Regions from separate parts of the Mus musculus genome. Here region 1 is linked to region 2. A link is a contact called in public Hi-C data. All regions are on one chromosome and are shown on one strand. Each heading gives the region's core, a stretch centred on a gene start, on an enhancer-like site or on the middle of the called end of the contact. The rest is flanking DNA. Distances are from core to core; before and after follow the strand shown.

Region 1 (4,498 bases), core at 902-3,401, 370 kb after region 2:
GCTTGGAGCAGTACTGCTATGGCTGCTATGAGCATCACTTGTAATTCCCCAATGCTAGGGTGGTTCAAGGAAAGGTTCTCCTCTCCAGTGTCAGAGGACACCCAGGTCTACTGACATTGGAGTTCAGATTTCCAGCCCCATAACTGGGAGACAGTCAATATATTTCTATGGCTGTAGGCCTTGTGCTCTGTGGGACTTTGCCACAGTAGACCCTTAGCAGATGGGAGATAAAGGTAGACACAATTCTTGATTTTGTTTTATATCCTGATGATTTTTTATTTCACAAAACCTCGTGACTATCTCCATATCCTTAACTTTCTGCCAGACTTAGCTCTTATCTCTACTTAGAAAGTATAAATATATTTTGTGTGGTGTATGTTGACCTTATAAAGTTACTTCTGAATCTTGATAATTTCAATGGCTTCTCTGGGAAGTCTGGAATTTTCACAACACTGAAATAGAAGGATGGGACCTCACAATGAGATGGGTCTTGTCTCCCCTTTGCCTGTATTGAGTGTTCACTGCTTCTGTACTGGACACTTCTGGATCTCATGACTGGTCCTAGATATCCTGGCATTTCAAGGTGCCCAAGGTGTGTATAATGGCACATCGATCTCTGAGCAGGAGCTCTGGCTAGTCAGGGAGTCTCAGTGGGGTCCTATGAGGACAGACCTTGGTCTGTTGCCAGCTTGGAATGTTGGGGGCTTTCCTCATCCAGGGGAATTCCAAAGACCAAGAGTATATTTCCTGTTTGTTGGTGTGGATAAGACCTTCAGAAGTCAATTTGCAGCTATTCGTAGATCCATAGTGTGTTAAGAGCTATCTCTATAATCTCCTTCAAGGTCTAAGAAACACTGTGGAAGAGGAGAAACACTATGAAATGCCGTCTTCTTGATATGACATGGCCTGGGAAACCATGAGCACACAGCAGCTGTGGCCACCTGTACTAGTCCCGTACACATAACAAAAGGCTTGCAACTCCGAGGGGCTCCATTTGGGAAGAGGGATACTAAATGCTAAGAGTGGTTGAAAGAAGGTAGTATATAGGAATAGAGTCTCAAGGTGTATATCTGATTAGAAATCGTCAAAAATATAAACTAGAAAATAGGGAGAAAATTGAGAGCTGAAATTGAGAGCTAGTAGGTATTTGTACTGCATAGCATACTGAGTGTCTAGCCCCATTCTTCACATGCTTAACTTAGCTGAGCCTCAAAGCATCTAATGCCCTAAATACTGTTATCATCTGTGTTAATGAAACTGAAACACAGAGAAGTTCATCCATTTGCATAAGATCACAGAGCCTGGAAGCAAGGTAGCAAGGATTGGAACCCAGACAGCAAGGCACTAGAGACTGGGTTTAGCACTGTCCTCTTGAATGTGGAGTCCTACAAAGGCTTTTGCATTCATTAACTCATTTACTGTCTGCAAGTGATGGTTTCTAACATGTAAGCCCATGAACCGGGATTGCTAACAGTGTGCGGACCTTTAGTGATGCATTATTCTTCCTGATATGCTATTTTATCATCTTGCTGCTCACAGTTTAAAGCACTAGAAATAACCAAGACAGAAAAGGTAAAATTGCAAGTCTTATTCTGTCCACCAACCCCATGATTCCTTTATTCTGGAGGATATCAGGATGACCCTTTCATCATGAAAGGGAAAGAATATAGGTTGATAAGTTCACAGTGCAGGTTAGACCAGAGAGAGTCTCCCGTTGTTTCTGAACAGTCCGCAGGATGCTGGGCTCACAGTGGGGTACAGATGGGCATGCTCGGGAGGCCATCTGGCCCTCGGAGGATTCTGGCCAGGCATATGTCCTCTGAGCCAGCGGAGCGGCTGCACTGGCTAAGTCAGGCAGATGCAGTTAGATGAAGTGCCCATTTCACAGCCTACTTTGTTCTGTTGGTGTTATTACCTTCTTAAATAGCCAAGGAGTTAAAGTAGAACCATTTAGCTGATCTTCCCAGATGTGTAAGTGAGATGATTTGAGTGGACACATGTTGTAATGATTCTTCTTTGAGGGAAAGGGGAACTAGGCTAGGTAAGCATTTAAATGGCTGGATTTAAAAGTTAATGGAGTATTCACAAGCCAGTGGAGTAAGGCAGGAGGCGGCTATGGGGCTGCAGAGATTTGATGAAGACAGGAAACAGGCCCTCTATGCCTCGAGGAGGAACGGAGGCCAGAGACAGCTGCAAACATTTGTCAGCTCTGGCAACTCCCATCTGAGAGCCAGGGCTCTCGCCTCCCTCTTACTGAGAGTTTCTGTCCTCCCTGCTTGTCTTCTTTTGGGAAAAGTTTCCTGGATTTTACTGCAGCTTATAAAAGGCTTGCCTTTTACCCTGTGAGTTCCCAGATAAGCATCACTCCCACTATCCCCAAAGGATGTTTTCTATAAGCAAGGATATTTCATTTCAAAATGGAATGGGTAGTTCCAAAATTACAAAGAAACAACTTTTGCCTTTAAGAAATGTTGAAGTCACAGGGAAGGGAGGCTTGGATTCTTTGGGTACGATTTTTTATCTCTAGCTTTTATATGTGTGTCAGTAGTGAGGACACAGTGTCCCTTCCAAGGTGGCTGGAGGCTGAGCCTGGGTAGAACCCAAGTTTGGGAATCATGTGTGGTGTACAAAGGGGCCTCCTCACATGCTCCAGCACTACTCCAACATCTAGATCCATCTTAGCAAGGTCAGCAGGATGTCTGTGTGAGTGGAGGGGTAGGAAGAGATCTTTGCTAGCCAGAGACACAGGCAAGAACCTCATTATCTGATGATCTAATGGCAGAGAGGGGGGGGAGAGAAGGGGAGAGAGGGAGTGGGGAGGTCCAGATGGCTTCCAGAGCATGTCCATCTGTATGCCACTGTGTTCTGAGAACTCTTCAGAGACACCAGGAGACTCTTTCTCTGGTCTAACCTGCACTGTGAACTAATCAGAGAGAGAGAGGTGGAAGGGAGGGAGAGAGAAAAATGAATGAATCAGTTTATGGAGGGAAGTATTGGGTGTATATGAAACATAAGGTTCAATGACTGGTGACCTGGATGGTTTAGCAACACCTTAGAAAACAGATGCCAGTACACCATCATGCTTGAAGCTCAGGAGGGTATGTGGACTAACCAAGAGGGTAGACAATGTAGTATTTAACACAGAAGTGATTAGGCCTGGTTTATGTTCTTTCACCCAGGCTGCTACATAGAAGATAAAGTATGAAGGGACCAGGGTCTGGTCAGCCAGTGTTTGCTCTCTGTCAGCACACCCTAAGCTTATCACCACTTCTGTAAGGGAGTGGGAAATAGATTTGCATTGGCTAGTGTCTTAGTCAGGGTTTCTATTGCTGCACAAACATCATGACCAAGAAGCAAGTTGGGGAAGGAAAGGGTTTATTCAGCTTACACTTTCCACATTGCTGTTGATCACCAAAGGAAGTCAGGATTGGAACTCAAGCAGGGCAGGAAGCAGGAGCTGATGCAGAGGCCATGGAGGGATGTTCCTTACTCTCTTGCTTCCTCTGCCTTGCTCAGCCTGCTTTCTTATAGAACCCAAGACTTCTGGCCCAGGGATTGGCACCACCCACCATGGGCCCTCCCACCCTTGATCACTAATTGAGAAAATGCCTTACAGCTGGATCTCATGGAGGCATTTCCTTTCTCTGTGATAACTCCAGCTTGTGTCAAGTTGACACAAAACCAGCCAGTACAGCTAGTAAAAGGGAGAGCTGGGACTGGAGCACTGGCCAATAGGAGACTGTACTCTCTGCAGTGCTGCACATCAGACAGGATCTGGATAGCTCAGAGAAAGAGACAAGCAGGGGGAACTTATGGGCAGAATATGCTTTCAAGAGAGCAGGCAGGGTATGGTGCACCTAGGAGGAATGAGACAGAGAAGCGATGGATGATTCCTAAGTTGGGGCCTGAGAGATGGGTCATGATGACATGTGTGCAGTGGGAAAATTGAGAATAGGCACATTTGAAGGCAGAAATAATAGGCTTCATGTGTGAATTTGAGTTGACTTCCAGAATCTAGTGGCTCTGCTGCATAAGCTGTTGGACCCGCTCACCAAGGCTGTGCAGGGCTACACAGGGACATTGGGCACCATCTGGGTGTGGATGGCATTTGACAAGAGAATAAAGGCACTTGGAAAAAAAGGAAAGAGTGAATTTTGTGTATGCTGACCTCACAGGTCCATGAACAGTTGAGTTTGGTAAAGGAGAACCAGTAGGAGCAGCTGGGATAAGGGAGGAAATTGCCAGAGGATACTGCAGCTCTCCCTCCCCCAACCATCTCCACACACCTACCATTGTGGAATGTAATGTCTCATACTTCATTCCTGCTCATGGGTCTACTTCTGTGTCTACTGACTGCATTCGTAAACAGACAGGATCGCCACGGCTCTCAGTCAGTCCTGCAGTGCATAATGTTGCCCAGAAGAAGCCGCAAAACCCAGGCATCAATAACAACAGAGTCCACCAGAGAGGAGCAAGGTGTAGTTCAAATGCAGAGCAT
Region 2 (4,175 bases), core at 1,279-3,778:
TTGGCTCTCTACCATTTCACAGTATTCTATCACAAGAGCCAGCAATGGGACAATGGGGTTGGTCTGACTGGGAGCAGTCAGACTTTTACCCTAGGTGGTATTTGCTGAATGTGGATATGAGCTGGGTCAGTCCCAGAGTAACCCCTACGTCACTTTATGCCACGTAGTGTTTGCAAAATGGAGAGCGATTAGAAACCTCAGGTGGGGCGATTTTACATCTGCCAAACCTCGTGATAAAATGTGCAGATGTCTATTTCACCTGGCTTTCCCCTTTTCACTAACTATTCTAGTAACTTTTGGTGATTAATTTTTCACAAATGTATCAGTCTGTGACAGACTAGAAGTAAAATCCTGGTCTTTACTCACAGGTAGTTTGAGAAGATTTGAGATGGTTCATTATCATAGGAGCAGGTTGCTATGGAAGCAAGTTCAGCTTCTACGTTTCTCTTGCCTGCCTTCACCTCACCACTGACCACATCAGCAACTCGCTCTGGGATGTCCCAGTCTCTGCAATAGTGAGGCAAAGTGAACCACTCTGTAAGTTACTCACCAGGTGGCATTTTGTTATAATCACAGGAAGTAGACTAAGATACACAACTCTGGGGCCAGCAGGAAGATGCTCAAGGCTTTACTGAATGGATCCTGGAGGCCACAGCTTTGGACCCAGGGATGGGGCATATGTGTGGAGCAATCTTGGCTTTGTAACTTCTTGTAGAACAAGTTTGTCGGTTTAGTCAAGGAGAAGGTGGACTGACCAGAGATCCCTTCAGACTTTGAAGGTGAATCACTGTAGTATGGCCACACAGAATGAAGTTGGACAGATCCCTTTAATTAAAACCAGACACCTTTTTCTATATGATCTTCTAGTGTATGTGATTAGATTCTTGGGGGGTGTGGGGGCAGTAACTATGGCTTATGAGCTAAATAAAACCTTGCGTGTCAGTGGCTTGACTCCATAGAAGTTGACTTCTGGTTCAAATAAAAGGTGCATAAATTGGTAACTTAAAGAACCAGGCTCCTTCCTCAGGGAAGAGGGCACACCTATGCGCTCTCCCTGGGAGTAGGCCAGAGCAAGTGTGAGGAGGGCGACTTCTTAGCCCCATTACTTATATTCCCACATGGCTGGTGAGAACCAGACCCCTTGCCTTTCACCAGTTCACCAGCGCCATTGAGGGGCCACAGGGACCCAGCAACATTGTCTATCTTATCAAGATCTAGTCTGCATCTGGGATGAGGTTGGTCAGTGATTTCTCAGGAGGAGGCCCGATTCTGTTAGGGAGAAGCTTGGACAAGCAGCTCAAAGACACATATCTAGCACAGGCCAGATCAAAAAGGTTCTCATAGAGGATGGGAGGGAGGTGTGAAACCCAGGTATGAGTACACAGTGGCATTTCCAGGGAGCCAGGGCCATGTATATACCAGCGAGGACTTGGTGCAGCCAAGGGACCATACAAGGGAGTTATGGGGAAAGACTCCTCTCCCTTAGAAGCGTAGGGGTGAGCTGGCATTACTGTGTGGAGCACACTTTGAGCGTGGAACCTAGCAGCCAAAAGCCTGCTCACCTATGATGACAGACACGAGTGTGCTCTTGCCCAGCTCCTGTGTCACTCACTGAGAGTGTTTGGGGTCTGCAGGACAGTCCACTTTGAGGGATTACCTGACCCACTTTTCCAGGGAGGACAATGGATGCCACAGCTGGGTCCTTCACTGACCCTGAGAAAGAGCCAGGGTGATAGGTGGGGGCAAGAGCTCACTCTCCTCCTTCAGGAAGCTTCCTTTTTTGTCTTGCCTCTTGGTCATCTTCTGCATCATAGACTTCAGAGGTCTGCACATAAAGGGTCCCTCATCTGGGGGATGAGGTGTTCTTGTTACCCATCTCCTCCACACTCAGCATGGATAACTGCCAACAGATTTTTCCCTCTCAGCATCTCTGAATTTACCAGTGTCATATCACCTGCAGGAGTGTGGAAACTGAGGCACAGAATGATGTAATCTCCAAATTGGGGTAAGTTCCAGAGTGTGCAGGGTCAGGAGTCTTCATCCTGGGTTATGTCTTTCCTCTGGGATGGTACTGCCCCTGCCCTTGGCCTTGCTGAGGCTTTCTAATGGTGCTCATTTATATTGTTATTTATATCACCATAATGGCAGAGCCCCTCTTCCCACCCAGACATAGGCCAGAGGAAGCCAGGTCTGGATCCTATGTGAGCGGATTTCTTCTTGTCTGATGCAGTGGTGGTAAGCAAAGCCTCTTGTAAATAAATAGTTTGGTTCCCAGTGAAATTGCCTATGCTGGAATTTGTGCCTTTAGGAGAAACATGAATAATGACTGGGACAGAGCATTCTTTTATTCGAGCCCAGATAATTTTAACTGTGATTGTAGCGATGTGAGAAAGGCCCAGCTAAGTATATTCTCTAGGTCATAAATTCCTTTGCTCCCTAATGTCCCAGCGTTATCTGGAGACTCTTGGCTGCGGCCTCGCCTTTCACTTCTGTCTTCCTTATTCACTGAGCTCCTTTCTCTGATTTGACTTGCTCAGCAGCTGCAGCCTAGCAGAGCCAGGAACACTTGCTTTGGGTGGCTATGCAGCATGCAGGCTGGGACTGCCTCGTTTTACCTCCGTGGTCTCTTCTCTCTCAGCACACTGGTCCCCTTATGTAACTCTGGTCCTTTCAGAGCCAACTTGGCCACAGCTGGGTTTAAGAAAAAGTCAGTGGACAACAATCTCAGATGACAGGGCTCCAGCTGGCTCTCATTTGCTGACTTTAAAACCGAGTACCTTGCATGGCTTTTACCCTAGCATGTCCTTTGGCTATATCTGTGGAATACTTCAAGCTGTACTATGATGGTGTTTTAGCAAAGGAACAGAGTGACCAAATGCATTTTAACACAGCGAGTTCACTGGCTTTATCTTCTTGGGCAAGGGATTTTTGCCTCTGGTGCGGTGGAGGCATGGTGGGTCTGTAGCTGGTTTCTCTCTAGCCTCAGATCTTATGCTTAAAAGACAGTGCATCTATGTGCTATCTGGAGACGGCAACTGCCTTCTTCACATAACTAAATCTATCCTGGAAGTTTCGATTGAACTTGAAGACACCTGAGGCTGCAGCCATACTTCTGCAGAGGAATAAATAGAAGCCAGGTCCAGGGAAGACAGAGGACATACAGAGAAGGGTAGAGGAAAAAAAAAAAAAACGACATGATGGTAGAAGTAAGTCTGAATACATCATTGTGCAACATAAAAGTGGCTACCAGCCTGAAGCAGAATGTGCATAAAGTTGAAAATTCCATAAAAGAATACAGCAAAATACATATATTCGGATGCATTATAACTCAAGGTGAAAAGTATTCTCAGCGAGACAGAAAGTTCCTGCTAATGAGTGAAGCTGCACCCCAGGAGGTAGAGCAGTTTCTACTTTGTGTCACCTACAATCCTTTCCAGACAGGGAGGATGACAGACTGGGAGGGGCTTGGACATACTGTTGTTCAGTGGGATAATTAGTGACCTTAAACATATATCCACATCTTAATCCCCAGGATCTCTAAATATAATCATATTTGGGAAAAAGGTCGTTGCAGAAGTGATTAAGAATTCTGAGATCTCCTAGGAGGGATTTCCCTGCATTATAAGGATTCCCGTGGAGAGGGGCCCAAGGAAAGTGGACTCATGAAAGGGGAGTCAAGGCTACACAAAGATGGAAATAGAGAGGAGTCAATGTAGCCATAAGCCAAACAGTGCCAAGGAAGGTGGGCAGCCAACTAGAACCAGAGAGGTCACAGGACAAATTCTCTCCCACTCTCTCATGGGCATTCCCAACCCGTGAAGAATACATATAAATGTGACCCACAATTAAACTGTAAAGTTATTAAAAAGTGTCTTTTCTCCTTGAAAATTTTCTTTGTAGGTCAGCTGTGTGGTTCTTGAGGCAGACCACTGCAGATGGCAGTGGTAAGTCACAATGGACATGCTTGAGAGCGTCTAGTCTCACTGATACCTTGGTTTTGGATCTCTGGCTTCCAGCTTAGTGAATGAAGAGATGTCTGTTGGTTTAAGTCATGGTGTTTGTGGTCATTTGTCATGGTAGTGCTGGGAAATGAAACTTATAAAAATCTGACTTATGGGGGCTGGAGCAATGGCTCAATGGTTAAGGACACTTACTGATCTTCCAGAGGACTGAAG

What was found. Hi-C and Micro-C count contacts between places; a contact is called where the count stands out from the background.
Region 1: a contact with region 2 is called in a Hi-C map of uterus, with 4 times the contacts expected there. The contact joins two enhancer-like sites. A contact is called at or near these places in 2 of 484 Hi-C or Micro-C datasets (nephron progenitors and uterus).

The regions. Positions count from the first base shown.
Region 1 is chr15:32,040,185-32,044,682 of GRCm38.p6, forward strand. No RefSeq gene overlaps it. Among named protein-coding and RNA genes, the nearest start is that of Gm32499, 110 kb to the right of the region's middle. Within about 2 kb of position 2,152, at least 19 of the 459 cell types and tissues checked have an H3K27ac peak or open chromatin away from gene starts, as enhancers often do. A contact at or near this core is called in uterus, where this site is marked.
Region 2 is chr15:31,674,398-31,678,572 of GRCm38.p6, forward strand. No RefSeq gene overlaps it. Among named protein-coding and RNA genes, the nearest start is that of Gm32383, 41 kb to the left of the region's middle. Within about 2 kb of position 2,529, at least 30 of the 459 cell types and tissues checked have an H3K27ac peak or open chromatin away from gene starts, as enhancers often do. A contact at or near this core is called in uterus, where this site is marked.